Regions from separate parts of the Mus musculus genome. Here region 2 is linked to region 1. Evidence: chromatin contacts called from public Hi-C data. All regions are on one chromosome and are shown on one strand. The core of a region is the stretch at or near the end of the contact, and the rest is flanking DNA. Distances in the headings are between cores, read along the strand shown. Region 1 holds the start of 4930429F11Rik (RIKEN cDNA 4930429F11 gene). Region 2 has its middle 34 kb from the start of Gm10494.

Region 1 (6,826 bases), core at 4,324-6,823:
CTTGTCTCAGGGGTTTCTCCTAAGACCATCGGAAAACACAGATATTTGCATTATGATTTATAACAGTAGCAAAATTACAAGTTTTCATAACTGTAGCAACAAAAATAATTTTATGGTTGGGGGGGTCACCACACTATGAGGAACTGTATTAAAAGGCTGCAGTTTTAGGACAGTTGAGGACACTGCTCTAGAACACTGGCTACGTTGTCCTTGGCAACGGCAGGTATCTGGGAGGAGGAAGTCTAGATCCTCCAGGATGCAAAGACTGATGGGAGAATGGAGGAGGAAGCAACATGGCAGGGCAGAGTGAACATGATGGGGCTGGGAATGAAGTAAGCATACTGCCTTTGAGTAGATAATCATTGTGCAGAGAGAAGACGGGAGACAGCTGACCCTACCTTCTGGTTTCTGACAGAATGAGGTCCACGACAAAACTGGAGGTATCCAGCTAGCACATAAGACAGTGGGATGGAACACTGGGTGTAAAGATGAAAAGTGTGGAGGAGACATTATAGAGAAGAGGGCATTTTCCTGATCCTTTCTGACCAGACTGTTTGTTCCATTTGGCACTTTCAGGTCACAGCCCATTACTAGAAGTTAGGAAAGGAACTCAAGGTAGGACCCAGAAGGCAGGACTGGTTGCCTTTCCATAAAGCATTACCTCTGACTAAGAAATTCACTCACAGCCACGAAGGTACAGTGGGAACCATGCAGAAATGCTGTTTGGTGACTCAATCACAGGTTCATGCTTAGCTAGATTCCATATTTATCCTAGGGCCACCTCCTAGAGATGACTCTACTCACAGTAGCATCTACATCGATTAACAATCAAGCCAGTTCACCATAGACATTTTTACAGACCAATGTGATCTGGGAAATCCTCAACTGAGACCTCCTTCTCAGGTGACTTTGAGCTGTGTCCAGTCTGGCAGAAAGTTTAAATAAGGCTCTGCGAAAAGAAATAGTGGATGGAAATGAAAGCCCGGAGCAGTCCAATACCATATATATGATCCTGTATTTTGTGATCTTGAATCAAGAGCAACAGCTACAACTAAAACCATGTATTCTATCTCCCATCCTAACCAGGCTATTGGAGGGAAAAGCAGTCCTGACTCCAGTCTATTCTTACAGTAGAATCAGGCCCGGAGGGAAAGGCTACAGCATGCTGGTCGTCACCTGCAACCTGCCCTGGCTTGTCCACCTGCATTGCAGGGCTCTCTTGTCTACAATCACCAAGACACTGGGTAAAGGGTTTGATCTGAGGCCAAAGCAAATAGCAGCTGAAAGACTAACAACAGTTGGTGTCTCGCCCTGGCTCAGTTGGGCTCTGGCGCCTTCCTAGGTAACCCTCTTTCCCCACAAAAGTCTGTTTGGCCTGGCGAAAACAGCTGACTCTTCTGCAGTTGCTTCGGTGTTTACCAGTGGCTCCCACATACAGCCCTCGCCCCTCACAGCGTTGCTGTTGGTGAAGCTGTATTGTGACTGTTCTATAGACACAGACACTCCTAGCGGCATCCTATATAGCGAAGTGACACTGTCTTCTTTGTAACCAAACCTCCTTAACAATAGAATGAAACTTACACCTGCTGTAAAGTTGTATGGAGATTTAAATAGGATTTTCTTCTGTTTTAATCATGAATAATAGACCCTTTCTAAATGTGAACCGGATAAAATAGAACTTTTCAACTTCTGAGTCTATGATAGATTAATATGGATGGCTCCAGGAATTTCTTCCACATTTCGACATATATACTTCCTTGTGTTATTAACTGGCAATCCCTTCCAATTAAGGGCAGGTCTTATCTTCTGTCCTTGAGTCCTGCATGGCTCTCAGACTTGCTTTGATTAGTAAAATATGGCAGAAATAGCAACAGGCCTTGAGGTCTACTCGCAACTTCTGGAGCCCTGTGACTCTCACACAAGGAAACCCAAGTTGATGTACTCGGGTGTAAGTGACCCAGACAGCAAGGCTGATAGTTAACCATCAGCCCCTTCCAGTATTCCTCATGCCTCTATCTGCTGAGTACAAGCATACGTAATTCCGTGTGATGCCACCAGAATTACCCAGATGTATGAGGCCCAATTTACAGAATCAAGAACAAACATGGTTGTTAGCTTAGACCACTAAAGTAGGAAAATGAGACATGATGAAGGTGAAGAGGTTGGAATATTTAGATGGTAAATTTGTATAAATACTGAAAGGGGGCATGAAGTCAACTCATGATGTCATCCCTTAAACTATGGTGGGTTCAACATCATTTAGTGGTTATTTTAACTAAATACAGAAAGAATTTGGAATTTGATGAATTTGTGAAGACACATTCCTATCATGTGTGTAATTCTTTGAGTAAACATATGTGCTATAACCTCAAATTTAGTGAGATCCAAAATCAGGGGCTTATTAATTTCTCTATCTTACCTATATGGACAATATCGTGCTTGAACATATGTGTCTGACCAGAGAGGTATTGAGAACGTTTCCAACATTGTGTCAGGGGATCATAATAAAGCTTAGAACAAAATTTTCCAGTCTTTTGGCCAGTCATTCCCAATTCCTTTGGCTTTATGGTAGCAACACACTCCCAGTATCAACCTCTCATCAGCTCCCAAAGACATCTAAATTATTCTGTAATAAATAATGCTTAGAAAAGGGGCATGGAAGCAGGAAGGGGGAAAACAGGATGTTTTAGGACAACCTGAGCACTCCAGGCCCAGACCCCAGTCTGCATCTCCTTGGACATGTTGGAAGAACTTTGGGCAGAAAAGCTCAGAAAATCCCTCAAGTCCTTCACAGCCAAGACAAAATGCCCACCAGAGTGGGCTCTCTTCTGAGCAGGGAGGCCTGCGATGCCACCAGAATTACCCTTAACTGAATCATGAACAAATGTTCACATCTTCTCAGGGGACATCCTACTAGTTTCTAGTCTATGTTTTCCCATAGACAGGGAGGGAGTAGAGTTAACTGTGTATAGCAGCCACCAGACTACATTCTCCCTAAATTCTGGAGGGAGAGTGACTTAAGAAATTAATGCACAGACCAATGGGGTACAGGTTGCTGTGCAGAGTCTGAGATTTCAGCTTCACTCTTAGGCTCAGTCCTGGTGCTGCTGACCCTACTACCGTAGGATCTGTTTTTGTTAAGTCAATTTGTTCTTTTAGTCAATATAGAAGTAAGAAAAAGGATCACAGCCACAATGGCTCTAGCTTCTGGTCTTGGCTTCATTGGCATAACTGCAGTGAGTGTGGGGAGGAGAAAAGGATGGGCGTCTTGTTTAGTCCTCCAGTTCTATTACGAAACACCATGACCAGGGTAACTTATAAAAGAAAGGAGTTTAGTTTGGCTGACATTGCCAAGGGCATAAGGGCTGTCATGGCGGGGAGGCATTGCAGCAAGTGGCAGGCGTGACGACACGAGCAGGAGCTGAATGAGCACATCTTTTACTGTAAACTCAAAACAGACAGAGCAACCTTGAAGTAGGCTAAGCCTATAGATTCCCAAAATCCATCTCCAGTGATACTCTTTCTCCATGAAGACCACCGCACAGCTCTGGTACTGGAAGGAATACCAGCCTATCAGGGAGAAAGCATGGCATGCTGGGAAGGAAAGTCGGGGGTACTAAAACCTAGCTCCAGCACTGATGCGTTCCAGGCATCCAGTATTCAGGCAGGTTAATTAAAGTTCTGAGGCACATCCCAGTGTATAGCATGCTTCTAAAAGTACCTTCGAAGGAATCTGTATACACTGTTGGCGGGTCTGTAAATCAGTCCAGCCACTGTGAAGAGCACTATCAAGGTTCCTCAAAATACTAAAATAGGCCAAGCATATGGTCAAGCTGTACCAATCCTGAGTATACATCCAAAGGAATCAACGTCACCATGCACGAGATGCCTTTACACCCTCATTATTGACAATAGCCAAGTTACAGAGCAGCCTCAGTGCCCATCAATAGATGGTGGATGAGGAAGTGTGCAGTATATACACAGTGGATACTACTAACTCAAAAAGAATGAAATCATTGTAGGACAATGGGTGGAATTGGAGATTATCATATTAAGCAAATTTAGTCAAGACTCTGAAAGACATGCTTACTTTCAAACATGGAGTGTAGGGGGACAGGGTCGCGGGGAGGAGAGAGGTCACATGAGGCTAAAACTGTCCAAAAGAGAATGGGAAGGGAACCAGGGGAGGAGAAAAAGAGGGGGAAAGATTGAGGAGGTTTGGATGTGAGCAAAGTATGCCCTATGCATATCTGAAACAGCACAATGCGTTGGAGAGCCCTGCTGCTAAGGTCGCAGTCCACCCTGTCTAGGGTTCCCATTGATGGGTGCAGGATGAAGGAATCCCTCTCTCAGTGGGGTTTGCCCGACCTTGTTTGGAGCACAGGTGCCTGAACTCATTTGGAAGATGACCCTGCACAGGGCTTCTTGCCTGGTAATTAGGTACTGTGTTATGACCAAACAGCCCTTTCTACTCACTATAAAAGCTCTTATCTACCCTGTCTCTGAAATGATAAGGTAGAGCTATCTCACTGAAGCTGACTCCCAGAAGTTCTTCTGTCATACGCACTGTACACAAACCCTGCTGTCCACTTCTGCTCCCTCCGCTCTCATGGGTCGGTGGCCAGTGACCCTGGAGGAAAAGGGAGACCCAGAACAACGTAGCCTGTTATTCTGCTTGACTATATATGCTAACAATAGATTGAATTAAGCATTTCAATGTAGTATATATGATATATGATGCCATTATTTCTATTTAAAATATGAGGAAGTTAAGAGGCACTCATGCCACTGGCGGTGTATCAACTGCTCTGAGCTTAGAATTCTATCATTTCTAAAATAATAACAACTCTCCAGGGCCTCTCCCCTAGATGAGGTGTCTGTAAATTTCTTGTGTTACCTTGCTGAATCTCTAATGCTTTATAGCCTCATGGAAGGGAGCTATCTCCATCCCTGTTTACAGCTGAGAGAAACCAAGGCCTTGACAGATTGGGAGACAGCCTGAATGAAACCCGTGTTCTTGTTCACTTGACTCTATGAGTTCCCATTAATTAGTCTTGCAGGATTGCAGGATGACTTCCGGCCCTACATCCCTTACTGGGTGATGTGGAAGTAGCTATGCAAACATTTGGGGGAGGTCTAACATGCACATTTAACATCAACAGGAAGAAAAATTGTCCCCACTCTTGAAGACAACAGACCATGCAAGAATCCCTGCTCAGATGACTGCAGAGACAGCTGTGGAAGCTGTGAGGAGAGGCTGTTGCAGTCCTAGAAGCCTTCCTGAAAGAGGCGAGTTTCACCCCAGCTTGTCACAGTAATGTCAACACAGAACACGAGCCAAAGCCCTGGCTTCCAGGACCGCAACCCTGTCCAGGGGAACATGGGCAGGTGTCCAGACATGGATGGAGAAAACTCTGCTAGGAGTAAACAGGATGGGAAAATGCTCTTAACATCATAGAAATGAGGGGCAGGACCACCCATCTCATCCTCATGAGATCCCACACAGTACACAGTAGAGCCCACACCATCCTCATCCAGCTTATCTGAGTTCTCTTAGAGACCGCAGTTCTCAGTGCCCAGGGGAGTGACAATGCACTCTCTCCTCTTGGCGCAGACTCTTGCCCAGCATGTGGGCCTGTTCCATGCACTTTTATGTCTCTGTTTACTTTGTGTGTTTCCTGAGTGCCCCATGCCTTTAAAGGAAATGCCCCAGCCTCAGCCTGTCATTATGGTTCTACACTGGTCCAGCTCCTGGGATGGGTGAGCCTGGGTTTTTAATTTTCTGTGACAGGAGATAATTGTCACTTGACTTCCCACCCCTGAAAATAAACCCGGGTGGTACTTCCCGGCTGGAAATCCACAGAAGTGGGCTGGTGCCAGGAGAAGCTTAAGCCACGATCTGGAGCAGTTTGTCTCCATGTACCTTACCCTTTCGTTTTTTGTGGACTTCAAAACATGCAATTACCGTTTTCTTTACAAGTCCAGGATGGTAAAGTGAAAAAAGTTCAAACAGATTTTTGGATAATGCATGCAATAACTCCTGGAGCGGGGCTCCATGAAATTTGACTCTGGGGGTACAAACCCTCTGTTCTGGACTAATCTTTTTTTTTTTTTTTTGCAGCTGCAGTCAAGTTCAAGGGCGTCATGCCCTGCCCACCAGGGTTATCCTCCACTGTCTCTTTTTTTCTCTTTTAAATATGATATCTCCTGTAAGAAATAATCTGGGCAAAGCCTCACCAATCAAAAAGCATTTAGATGACAAATCAGAACATGGCTTCTTTTCAGACAATAGATGTCACCCTTTTCATCCTAAATCAAGGCAGCTAAAGCCGAACTTCCATCTTTTGACATAGGTGTCTTGGACACTATTCATAGACTTGTCTCATCATAGCTGACATAAGTGGAAAGAATTGTGAAGCCAGAGCTGGTCATAGAAACTTAGATGCCACCAAGTTATCTGGAAGTTTTACATTGTAACTGTGGCTTAGAACAAAGAGGCAAAGAACTTTAGAGCGGTAAAGAGGAATAAATCCACAGAAATACTGTTCCTTGATGCTTCTGAGACATAAAGGCCACTCCTATGCCTTAGATGATATCTGGACTCAAATTTTAATATTTATAAGCTTAGATATATTATCTTCTTTATTTCATATCTATACAGTGGGACAGATAGCAAACCTGTCTCACTGAGCTGTTAGGAAGTTTAAAATAGACAGTGTCAGGGTGGTATATTCTTCCTTTTGAGCCCATGGCAAAATTGCATTTTTTAACTTAGCTTGTTGTCCTGTTGCTTCCTGACCAAAAACGACTTGGGAGGAATGGGTAT
Region 2 (6,710 bases), core at 2,356-4,855, 72 kb before region 1:
TCAGGGTAGGTACCACACTGTACGATCCCCATAGGGAACACTAATCAATTACCAATGCTTTCTTTTGTCCCAACTTCCCAGGGATTGCTCCCTTAGGAAGGCTGGCTAATGCTATTAATATATACTGGGTCCACCAGCAGGCCCCACTTCAGGGAACGGGGTGAACCAAAGCTTTTGGTGACACTGGAAAGCCACCAGAGAGTGAACTGGAGGTGCTCATTGTGTAAGCAGGGCTAGAGGCCATCTCTTAGAGAGTTCATGGCAGGACACTGAGGGCTTACTGTCAGGATTTGCTCTGTGGTCACTTCCAAATTAGGAAGCCCAGCTAGCCTGGGACCCAAGGAATGCAGCAGGAGAAGAGGGAATGTCCTCCAGAGAGGCTGGGCTGCTCTCATCCCATAGCCTAGAAAGGAAGGGCCGTCGCTAACCTCCTCTATCTCTCTGCCCAGGATTCTGGTGGCCCCTCTTTCAATGAGTCATAACCAAGTTCCATTTATATTCTAGATGTTAGTCCGACAATGAATATATGTCTCTTTATTTAAACCACCCGGAGAAGATATCTACAGCTTCACAACTTTTTATTCTGTTCATAGTCTGTAAAAGAGAATTTTGTTCTAGGCTTATTACTAATTCCTATGAGTAAATCACAATGTTTTTAGATCTCATTAAGCATCAGGGAGCCAGGCTTACGCAATGCTGGCCACTGATTAATAAATTAAATTACTAATGCTCATGAATAAATCATAACCTGTTTAGGATTCACTGAACATCATGAAGCCAGGCTTATGATATGCTGGCTGCTAATTGATATTTATGCTTGAAGTTAGAAAGAGTCTAGAAAGCTCCATTTTAAATAACAAATCCTAGACTTTAGAGGAGAGTCTATCTACTATTATCCTGCTAAGTGGAATTAAACTGACTCCTAATGACTGTTTGTTTTTGTCATTAGCGATTAACACAGAGGCCCACAACAGGTCTAGGTACACAAAAATAAAAGATTGTAGAACACTGAGCTCTCAACAGGGCATCTGCATAAAACATACACACATACTGCCAAGATTCAGGGATCATCACAGCAGAGGGGGCTGAAGGATCAAGAGAGGCAGAGGCAGTGGGTGACTACATGGAAACAGTATTTTCTGGGCACAATAGGGCAGTTGCACAGACCAACTCACAGTGGTTGTGATAGTTTGGGCAAGCCCTATGTGAACCCAAGAGAGACAAAACCCTAGCATAGAGGAAGGAGTTTGGCTGAAGTCCTACCCTTAGCTGGGGGAGCTATTGGCAAGTGATAGCTGTTTGGAGAAGGACAGTCAGTTTTCTTTAAGGTTGTGGTCCTTCATAAGTTCAGTGGATGGCCACATACTCATGGCAACATGCATAAGTGGACTTAATATAACACAAAGTTGAGTGGCTGTGGGAGTGGATCTGAGAGGAGCTGGGTGAGGTGATCAAGTACGATCAAAGTGGCCCTGTTGGAGTAGGTGTGTCACTGTGGGTGTGGGCTTTAAGACCCTCATCCTAGCTTCCTGGAAGCCAGTAGTCTGCTAGCAGTCTTCAGATGAAGATGTAGAACTCTCAGCTCCTCCTTTACCATTCCTGCCTGGATGCGGCCATGCTCCCACTTTGATGATAATGGACTGAACCTCTGAACCTGTAAGCCAGGCCCAATTAAATGTCCTAATAAGAGTAACCTTGGTTATGGTGTCTGTTCACAGCAGTAAAACCCTAACTAAGACAGTGCCTATGTATTTTACGTTTACACAGAAACTCAAAGACAAAGCAGCTTTGGTCTTTTGGCTTGAAGTACATGGTACCTAGTAGACTGGCAAAGAGGGAGGAAGGTGGGAGGCAGTAAGGCAGTCCATGATGGAGTCTGCCCAAATGAGGAAAGACTCATTTTATTAGAGCATACACACCCACAGAAGATGTCTCAGAACTGGCAGTGAACTATCCTTCTGGTTCACTTTGTGCCTTTGGCAACACCCTTGTCTTGGCCTCCAAGTAATGTGAAGGAGTTTGTACAGGGCAGAGGCGCTGTGTCTTTAAATTACTAAGACACAGGGAATAGAAGCAAGGAATGTCACATATCTGAGGAACCTGGGCACATATCCCTGGACCCCTGACCTGGCAAGACTGCTTTCCTCTCTATGTTTTCTTCCTTGATTGGCCTGCTGCACACTCACCCACCAGGTCCCTATCCCTATGCAAAATAGTCCCTCGGACTAGGACGAGTGGTGACAGGCGGAGCTTGTCTGAACAAATGTCCAAATGACTTAGGAGATTTCGTTAACTAATTTTGCTAATTAACTTCTTTCAACTAACTAACTAAATAAATAAATTTCCTGGTCATTTGGTCAGTTCCAGGACCAGTGGAAGAAAACTTGGCATAGTGCTTATGGTGGAGTGAATTGGGTGCAGGGGTATTCGCTGGGATCCCCAGGGGAATACTATCCCCTGTGATGAGAGCTCCAGTATCAGGGCTCTGAGAGCCATGAGACAGGCACCCGGATGTAAGTAGCCTGGGATGGGGAAGCTGGGCACGCAGAATGAGTAGCAGTTGTTCAGGTAAACTTGACGCTGCTAGAAGACAAAGGGGATATTGAGAGGGTGTCCATCACAAAGTGAACAGCAGACTCAGGGTAACTTCTTGCAGGCAGGAGGAAGTCTGCTGGATCCCAATACAGGAAGAGGTTGGATAAGCCTCGCACACTGAATGTGAGGGAGCAGGCGTGGAGATTGATGTATAAAAGAGACTGAGGCAGGGTGCATTTGAGAACCTGGGAGACGATTTCAGGATTAAGTGATTGGATTTGCATGTGAAAACCTGTTCCTTTTGGCTTCAGGATGAAGACTGGGTTGGATGAGCATGGAAAGGGAGGTTGGTAGACTGGATAGCAGTGACTTGTAGCAATGCAGCTAGAGAACAAGGTGAGAGGAGGTAGGCTGTGAGCACTGGCCCATGACACTTATCCTGACTCTGTCCTGTGTATGTTCAGGTGGCCTCCTAGGTGTTCCGATGCCAGACCATTGCTCACCCTGTCAGAGCTCTGGTCAAATGGTCTCTGATCACCTTATAGGCCCACACATGACTGAGATCTTAAAACAGGGGTGGAGAAGAGAGAAAGGAAGACATAGTGGCCAAGAGAAGCAGACCTGTTGTCTCAAAGGCTGCTTTCTTCTTCTGTTCTCTGGAGGCTGCTAGAAGTTGGCAGATATATTATGGGTCAAGACCTACTGAGGCTGTTCCCCTTTTGTTTTTAATTTCTAGAATGTCTTAATACATGTCATTTTATCTCAGGAAATGTGTCTGCAATTTTGCAGATACACCATGCCCAGGGTGGCTCTGGCTATGTGAGAGGCTACCCGCTCACCCTGAAGTCCGGGTCACTGCCGGATCCCCTGCTAAACCCAGGCACTCCCTTGCTATGGCACAGTGACTAAGTCATGGAACTTGGTGGTGTTTTATCCAGCAGACCTGTTTTCTTGATCTGGACTCTGAAAGAGGAAGCCTTGTTGCTTCTCCTGGATACAAACCTACAGCTTCCTCCTCTGTGTGTCTGACTTCAGATAGGCTGCCTGCCACCCCACCCTGACATCTGGCTGAGCAGTAGGAATGGTGTGTGTTGGACAGAGCAATTCAGAGCTGAAAGGCCTTGGCAGAGAGGTGGGAGGCAGCTTTTCTGGCCCGAATTCCACCTACCGGCTTTGAGCCAACATTTCTTTTCCTTCCTTTTGCAAACAGCCTGTTCCCCCACAAGACCTGGACAGGGGAGAACTAATTTACATAATGGAGACTCAGGTAACAGAGATGGGACATGAGCCTTGGGCCACAAACGATGTGTTGAGTTCAGGAGCCCCACTACTTTGTGTGAGGTTTTGATAGGAGACTCGGCAGCATCTTCATCGGCTCCTGACCGTGAGCAGCCAACTCGGGAACTTCAACAATAAGCATTACTCCTGCCAAGAAAAGCTGGCTGACATCCTGGAAGGCAACACCCAGCTGCTCCCATCTTTGGCAAGAGACACAGGGCAGGCAGGAGCTCTGAAACACACAAAGACCCAACAGGCTGATGAGTACCCAGGGTTCATTAAATTTCTAGGCAGAGTTAACTTATCCTGTGTTCACATCTTGCAGGTTGAATTAAGTAGGGAGATATAGTCTCTGTGATATAGGCCTGAACAATGTACACTGGAAGAAGGCCGAGAAAGGGAACATTAATGACATAGGCTTGAATGCTACAGGTCGCATAGAGTCATTGAGTTTGTGCATGGGAAAAAAAATGAAGTCTATAGCAAAACAGAACCAGGTTGCTTCTTTTGAGTAAATGGTTAGTAGGTTCCAGTGCCAATATTCACATCTTGTTTACTATCTGACCACTTGGTCAAGGAGTAGACATGTATAGGGTACTGCTTCGTGTCCTGTTAAGGACAGATGTTGGTGATCTCCCCTTTAGGAGATCACTTATGGATAGCTTACAAACTTACTTATGGATGCTTACAATGCTTTGCTTCTGTGCACAGCCCCCACGTGACTAATCTTGAGAGCGAGGCTAACCTTACTACATTGTTGAGTTAGCCCATGCACAAGAAACAAGGGCTTTTGTATAAACTAAATTACACCATTGGGCTTTTAAAAATATATCATAAATCAACAGAAAGATTCTTCTGAAACATTTTCTGTAGGCAGCTGAGGAAGCGAGCCACAGTTCACTTGTCGCTCTCTCTACCACCATGTTCCCTGACACAGAATATCTAGGTTTGAGGTCTGGCTCATCTTGCTTCCAGTTCTGGGATGTTATTCCCGTTGCATGCCTTGACTTCACTAATGGTACAAGGGCATAAGAATGACACAACCTCAAAAGCGTAAAAATTAAGTTGGATACAATAAAGGTAAAGTATCAAGTATCTAATGACATTGTATCACACTAACACTAAGGTACCATCCTAATAGGATGATACTATGAGGGATCTGGCTTAAGCATCATGCAAAGCTATAGAACACTTAGGTTGCACACTTAGTGCCCTCTCAAACAATAAATACCTGAGAGTATATAAGCCAAAAGAAAAACACAGCAAACTACCTTAGACGTTAAGTGTGTTTTGGCAGGTGACAAACTTTCCATTTAGGTGTGCTAGAGCCCTGGATTGCCATTGCAGAAGGAGGTAACGTAACTCAGGCTGTTTTGGGTTGCAGGGACAGGAGGAAAGCAGAAGAAACCAGAGAAGTCGGGTCAATGACTTCAGCAGTGACGGCAGTCAGTGAGGAGCCACATGGGCTCTGTAGCTAGAAGAGCTCTTCGGAGCACAAAAAAACGTACATGCCTTAACTCCTTTGTATTAATGTATTGTTTACTTTTAAAATTGCTTCAAATAGTGTTTTTGATAATTTTATACCTTTATATAAGTTTGATCATCATTTATTCATCACACTCCTCCTTTATGCCCTTTCCCTGAAACTCCATCAGGAAATCTTTTACTTCCAAGAAAGTCCCTTTCTTATATCGATATCTTAAAACATTAATAATAAGCCCTGAGTTTGATTGTGATTGCTTGCAAGTGTGGGGGTCACTTCCTGAATCTTGGGATCTTGTCTGTGGTTGCATCTTGAAGAAAAACAAATCCCCATCCTTCAGCAGCCATCAAGTGGCAATCACTCCTCATAGTCCCCTAGCTATCCAGTGCTGCAGTGTTGACTGGTTTAGTCTTGGGAGGACCTTCTGCTGGCAACCATAGCTCCATGTCGTATCTATGAGTGCGTGGTCCACGTCATGCTCAGAAGTCAGCACTTCACAGGATTTCTCATCCTGCTTTAATTCTTACAACCTCTTAGCTCTCCTGAATTTTGTGATGTTCCCCGAGTCTGCAAGGAGACTGATAGAGATATCCAGGTTTAAGGCTGAGGATTCAATAGTTATTTATTCTTAGCACTTTGAGTGGTTATGAGTCTCTTCGTTGACTGCTGTTGACTACAAAACAATGCTTCTCCAGTTAAGAGCAGCACTAATCTACAGATGTAAACATACATAGCTACAAGGCATTTTGACATGCCTATTTATTAAAACAACATAAATAGGCTCCTTCTTGGGGGCCTCTGACCTTCTCAGCTGTGGTTTTTGAACAGGTTTACAGTATCGGGTATAATTTTTTTTCCCTATGTAGAAGACGTCAAATCCAATTTAGAACAGCAGTTGATTGCCTCCATGACATGCCCGCCATGACTGAGCAGTGAGCACATCTTAGTTGGCAGGTTAGTATTCTCATCTGCAAGATCCACAGCTTGGTAGGTGCGTGGACAGTCTTTCCTCCCCAGCAGCCTGCATTGCAACTTCGAGCACTTTGAAAACCTAGCCAGCAGGGAGGAAGTTTTCAAGGCAGTTCTAGCTTGATTTTTCTGTGTCCTGTGCTCAAAGTGCAGTACCTTCAGTAATATGGGCTCCCCATCTGTTCTGGTGGACATTCAAATGAATGGCAATAGCCTGTGTTGTTTTAGGCACCTCTGAGCCCTCTCTGATCAGCAAATCCATAGGGAGGTATTTCACTCCTGGTACTGGGATCTTTGCTTACCACCCCGTGGCCTTTGAGAGAAGCATTAGCCAGCCATACAGAGTAACTTTATTTAGATTCCTTTAAAAAATTCTACATTTCTAATTACTGTACAAAGTAGTGAGTTTCCATAAGACTTTTTACACATCTTTAGCATTGGTTAG

What was found. Hi-C and Micro-C count contacts between places; a contact is called where the count stands out from the background.
Region 2: a contact with region 1 is called in a Hi-C map of uterus. The contact joins two enhancer-like sites. A contact is called at or near these places in 3 of 484 Hi-C or Micro-C datasets (embryonic fibroblasts, nephron progenitors and uterus) and 2 of 115 datasets of contacts at active chromatin or transcription factors (cardiomyocytes and embryonic fibroblasts).

Annotation. Positions count from the first base shown.
Region 1 is chr17:79,471,313-79,478,138 of GRCm38.p6, reverse strand. It overlaps 4930429F11Rik (RIKEN cDNA 4930429F11 gene), which reads left to right and starts at 254. Exons shown (of 2, transcript NR_033463.1): 1 at 254-440; 2 at 1,087-2,515. Within about 2 kb of position 5,573, at least 37 of the 459 cell types and tissues checked have an H3K27ac peak or open chromatin away from gene starts, as enhancers often do. A contact at or near this core is called in uterus, where this site is marked.
Region 2 is chr17:79,541,301-79,548,010 of GRCm38.p6, reverse strand. No RefSeq gene overlaps it. Among named protein-coding and RNA genes, the nearest start is that of Gm10494, 34 kb to the right of the region's middle. Within about 2 kb of position 3,605, at least 74 of the 459 cell types and tissues checked have an H3K27ac peak or open chromatin away from gene starts, as enhancers often do. A contact at or near this core is called in uterus, where this site is marked.